Linked DNA regions of Zea mays: region 1 is linked to region 2. The links are chromatin contacts, called in public Hi-C maps. All regions are on one chromosome and are shown on one strand. The core of a region is the stretch at or near the end of the contact, and the rest is flanking DNA. Distances in the headings are between cores, read along the strand shown. Region 1 holds the start of LOC100193917. Region 2 holds the start of LOC103649719 (annexin-like protein RJ4).

Region 1 (2,700 bases), core at 13-2,512, 660 kb before region 2:
CCTGAGGACTTGACACCGCCAAGAAATGCCCAGTTACTATTCCTGAAAGCACATCAACCAGCACAAGTTGATATTGAAGACAAATGGAGAAAATAAGTATCTATCCAGACCAGAGCCACACTCACCCTAAGTTGACCAACTGCACGATCCGAACAAACGCATGTGTATCATGGTATGGCAGTGCGCTCAGCAGCAACTCATCCGAATTGTATACATGCACCCTACATGAAGGTTCCCACCAGAAACAAGAGAATAAGCTAGAGCTCGTAGGGCCATCGGCAAAATTAGCTGAGCTAAATTCATACAGGTATCTGCGGATAAGGTATTCAAGGGTCTTGAGGGCAGAGGGAAGATGCAAATAGCCAGCTAGAAGGCGAAGGTAGGTGGAGATAGACTTGTTGAGTTTGTCGTTCTCCTTGGGAGTCAACTGTTCGCGGTTCACCTCAAGGCTAGTCTCCCTGAACAGAGTGTTGCTGTATTTTGCAAATCTCTCGTCTACGCTGGTAAGGTGCTCCAACCCTGAAAAGCAATTTGATTCAGGTACCGTAGAGGAAGAGAAGCTCTTCGAATGAAATACCTCATATGCAAAACTAAATTGGTTTTGTTTTTAAAAACTTCATTCAATTTGAGCTATTAGTGAAGTTTCATAAAATCGCATGCATAATTGCACAAGCATAAACAACTAGGTGTACTATGTAGACGGATGGGATCAACCTGCAAATAGCAGCAAAATCCAGAGGGAATTCCGAGAAAGCTGATTTAGATATTATATTAAATGGGAGCTAAAATAAGAATCAAACGAACCAAACAAAATTCTAGAACGCTCGGTTTAGCGGAAAATACAACCAAGTTGTCCTTCATGAAATGCTGGCTAGTGGCTACTCTAGAAGAGCGCAACTAATAAAGCATCAGCATGCTCGAACCGATCAGGTCGGTAGTTAGTGGTACGAACCAGAGAGGGCAATGGGCAGGATGGCCCGGAGGTCGATGTCGGCGGCCTCTTTGGCGTCGAAGAGCACAGACGGCCGGGTGACGGGCCGCCGAGCCGGCTCCGGCGCAGCGCCGAGCGCCGACTTGATGGCCTTCAGCTGCGATGCGATAGACGACATCGCCGACAGCTTGTCTCGTTGGCGGTGGCCGCGACTCCCTTGATGAGGAGAAAAACTGGTGCCGCCGCTACTGAACCCTAAACCCTGCGCGGCGGGACAATGGCGGCGGCGATGACGGGTCGGGACTCGGGAGAGGATCAGCTGTGTGGCGGTGATAGCCTGAAAAGGCAGAGGCGTACTTAGAGCCCACCTAAAGCGCGGCCCGGTCCAGGTTTTGATAGGCCCTTAAACGGATTTTCGCATGACGCAATGTAGCCCAATATCTCCAGTACGTGTATCCTCCTGCATGTGATTTCGACGTTTGTTGTTCACGTGTGTCACGAATCGGCCACGGCCCACTGTTCGCTGCATAAACAGTCAGCGGATAGACACACACCACTACTCTTTGCCTTGTTCGATGCATGTTGTGTGGCTCACGTGATTGTTTTAAAAAAACTAGAACATTAGGCGCCCCTTCGGGCACCCTACAGTGGTTAAAGGCAGAAGATAATAACTATGTAAATGGTATGGCCTAAAGAGAACACTTGCATTTCTAGCTATTCAATTTTAATATTTTTAGCATATACAGTCGACAGAGAGAACTTGCAAGCAGAACATACAACTATATCGTTGTCTATCGAGCTATCCTACAGTACCTCCTCCTCTTCTTCTTGGTGTTGCTGTCTATCAGTCTTGAGCCAAGCTTTCCATGTACAGTTAGTGGGTGTTAAATGTTCACTCAAGATCGGTCCTGTTGTTGTTATGCACAGGGACGGTGGGTAAGACGTCGAAAGGCCATTACGCTCCGCCTCCTATCTGGCATGCGAGAGCTCCCTCAACGCAAGGTTGAACATCTCCTTTAGGCGCGCGGATGAACTGGAAAGGACGTTCTTCTCGATCCGCTTCTGGTGCCTGCTGGTCTTCGACCACTCGATTCCCAAGGAGACCTGCACATTGCTTGCTCTTTGCTTGGGAGCGAGGTCCTCGACCTGGTACTTGATGTGGAGCTGGAAAAAAAACAAGATAGGAGCGCAGGTCAGAATCCAGATGTGTCGTGTTTCTCTTCTTCTGCTGGTATGAAGAAAATCGGCGCAGCAGGCTTGATCTTTCGTGTGGTGATTAGAATGGACCTCCTGCAGTTTTTTTTGCCGCCACATAGACACAGCTACCCCCTGACCACGTTACAGCACGGAATATCATAACACTAACTAATTGACCAAATGACAAGCATTTTGTTTCTGATAAAAGGAATGTTTTATATGTTTCAAGATCGTTACATCGAGTAATTTAGAAGCTGGAAATACTCCATCTAACAGACTTCAAAATTTTCGTTAAAGAAAACGGGGACTTCTGACAAGCAGAAGAGCATGCAAATTCAACCCAGAACGCCAGAGAGGAAGAAGATTCAGTTACGTATACAAACCGTAAAGAAGTCGCCAAGAAGGACTCCTTGGAGCTCCATCACCTCTTCGATAACCCATCCTTTCTTATTAGGCATAAGAGATTTCTGCTGGGTTCCTGTCACTTCTCCGCCAACGGGAGACAGCTTCTTGCTGAACTTGTAATGGATTTTTCGTTGATACTCATTGGGTTTATCTGATTCTCACTGTGT
Region 2 (2,700 bases), core at 187-2,686:
GCGCTCCTCAGCACCTGCTTAATCGATCTAGCTCAGAATCAATATTTCCAGGCGACAATATAACACATTACAATGGCAATGGCAATCACAGTTACAGTTGAGTTCATCAACAAGGACGATTCGATGATCACATTCATATCGATCGCCTCTCCTCTCTCGCTCACCTTGGCGAAGTACTTGCTGGGATCTGCGACGCACCTCACCGCCGCCCGCAGCGCGCGCAGGTACCCCGTGGGGTCGGTGCCGCGCGGCAGCGCCTTGGCGACGCTGCGGCGGTGCTCGTCCTTGAAGCAGCCGAACGTGGCCCTGAGCTGCGCCTTGCTCCGGGTGCCCACGACCCGGATGAGCTCCTCGTGGCCCCCCGCGCCGCCGCCGTCCCTCACGGCCTCGTGCACGGCCTTCGCCTCCGACCGCGCTAGCTCCATGTCCACGCTGTCGGCGCCGTCGTACCTGTACGTGCTCACCAGGGCGAGCAGGAGCTGGAGGATGCATGGATCATGATTCATGCATGCATATATGCCAACCTATAGGGCCGGCCGGGGGAAATAAGCAACGCAAACGCAGGCAGGCGTACGCTGCGAAGGTTGCCGGCCGTGGCACGAGCGGCGACGTCTTCCTCCAGGGAGCGCCTGTACAGGGCATGGTAGGCCTTCTTGACGGCCACGAGCTCGGCGGACGAGTTGGCGCACGCGATCTCCACGATCACCGCGCACTCCTCCTGGAGGCACTCCGTCGCGGCGTTCGCCATCACCGCCTGCCTCTCGGCGGGGCCCAGCATCCAGTGGTACACTGCTCTCTGCACCCTCAAATTCGTCAGCTCAGGCGATGTCAAAAAAAAAAAACTAATTATACCAGATGATGAAAGCACGGTGATCGGAACCTCAAAATCGCCGGTGAGCTCGGACTGGAGGCGCTGGACTAGGCTCTCGCCGTACTTGTGCTCGTATTCCAGCGCGATCTGCTCCCTCTGCGTCGCGTCGCGGTGGGCTAGGATGCCTATCACCGCCTGCTCGTCGGTGCCCCATCCTGAATATAATGAACCACAGTGAAAAACAGCTCGCAAGTCGGTCATTTCTAATGTATTGTTTTGTTCCTTCCACCGGGGATGGAGGCTGTGCAAAGGAGCACAATATTGCAGTTTTGAATGCGTGCATGCAGCTTTTCAGCTCCCCTGTCTGTCCGTTTATTTAAGAAAAAGAATATGTTTACGTAAACATAACCTAGCTAGCTAATAATGAAAGATGAGGCCAATGTTTGAGCGTTTTACGCTCGTGTCAGAGAGATCAGGCGGAGCAACAATGACCTTACCCTGGAACGCCTTCAAGAGAGCCGCGGCATCTTCAGCAGGAGAAGGGACAACTCGAGGAACAGCAATTGTTGCCATTTTTCTTTTTCACTATGCCCTGATCTCTCCCTCCTCCTTTCTTTTCTTTCTTTTTCTCTAGATTGGTTCGTTTGTTCATCACAGCAACACCCACCCACCCCCTGGTATTTATGGAGATATGATATCTGACCGTTTGCTAGAATTGAAACCTTGAAGAAACTGCATGGTAATAATAATCCAGCGCGTTACTCCGTTTTTTTTTCTCCGGTTAGTTTTAGCATTTAACTGTGGGGTGTTTCAGATTTCGATGCCTGTGAGTTTCAATGTCTCGGAATATCCATGGTTTTGGTAAAAACAAACAAAACGAATACAGTATATATATAGTATCAAGGACAAAGAAAAATAGCTTTGACATACATCCACACCAAATTCTGCTTGCTAATGGATATGCGATTTTGTTTTATACGTTGTTGCATATTTCTATCACATATATTTTATTTACGTCGAATATACTCTTGCGTGCAAGGTTCACCGTCCCGTTTTCAACATATTTCTCGCTCAACAGCGAGAACGAAATCCGCCCAAAAACCGTTAATCCCGAGTGGTTTGTATTTTTCAAATTTAAAATACCGTTTTCCGTTTTTCTCGGTGAAAACAACCGCTTCTCAACTGGTTTTCGGTCATTTTTCGCCGGGAAACGCCACTTAACAGGTTCGAGTTCAAATTAACGGGTCTACAACAAATCAGATTATTTTTTTATATTAAAATATAAGCTTTTGAATTAAAAAAGTACATTTCCTGCCTCTTGAAAATCTCTAGTTTAAAATATAAGTACATTTCCTTACAGGTTACCACTAAAATAAAACCATTCTTTGGCCATTGTGCTAAAAAACCAAGTTATTTCTACTTCAAGATGGAACTTGATTCTAGTTCATGTAATATGAAAAATTGGTTCTTATATGTTGAAATAACTGACCTTATGTTTTCGACTTTCACCTCGACATTAATCCAGCTATCCTTTCTTGATGTTCTGTAGGCTAGTTGAATCACACATTCAACTTGCTCATCCTGTGATACTTCTGCAAGTTCCTCGATGCCCATGGCTATGACGGGGCAGTATAGCTCCACCTTCCAGAGCCAGCTTGCTGAGAGGCATATGAGAACATTGGTAATGGTGCCCCGTATGAATGGTTTGAGGATCTCAGTTCAACTAATTCAGTTAGTTACTGCAAGATTCATCATCTGTATCCATTGGTTCTCAAGGATTGCCGCAACGATCTTTACAGTGTTCTTTGCAGCATCTCTGCACTTTGAACCAGTAAACTGGGTTCTTAGTGATCCTTGACGGAGATCATGAGGAGCTTTTTAGATGCACA

The links. A called contact is a pair of places that touch in the nucleus more often than the background predicts.
Region 1: a contact with region 2 is called in a Hi-C map of tassel, with 2.1 times the contacts expected there. The contact joins the promoter of LOC100193917 here to the promoter of LOC103649719 in region 2. A contact is called at or near these places in 3 of 25 Hi-C or Micro-C datasets (ear, leaf and tassel).

Annotation. Positions count from the first base shown.
Region 1 is chr3:14,781,055-14,783,754 of Zm-B73-REFERENCE-NAM-5.0, reverse strand. LOC100193917 reads right to left here and starts at 1,262. Exons shown (of 39, transcript NM_001349879.1): 1 at 953-1,262; 2 at 306-519; 3 at 126-221; 4 at 1-42. The coding sequence starts at 1,109. It also overlaps the pseudogene LOC103649725.
Region 2 is chr3:14,125,907-14,128,606 of Zm-B73-REFERENCE-NAM-5.0, reverse strand. It overlaps LOC103649719 (annexin-like protein RJ4), which reads right to left and starts at 1,436. Exons shown (of 5, transcript XM_008675454.3): 1 at 1,309-1,436; 2 at 881-1,026; 3 at 575-796; 4 at 165-479; 5 at 1-14. The coding sequence starts at 1,384. It also overlaps the pseudogene LOC103651767.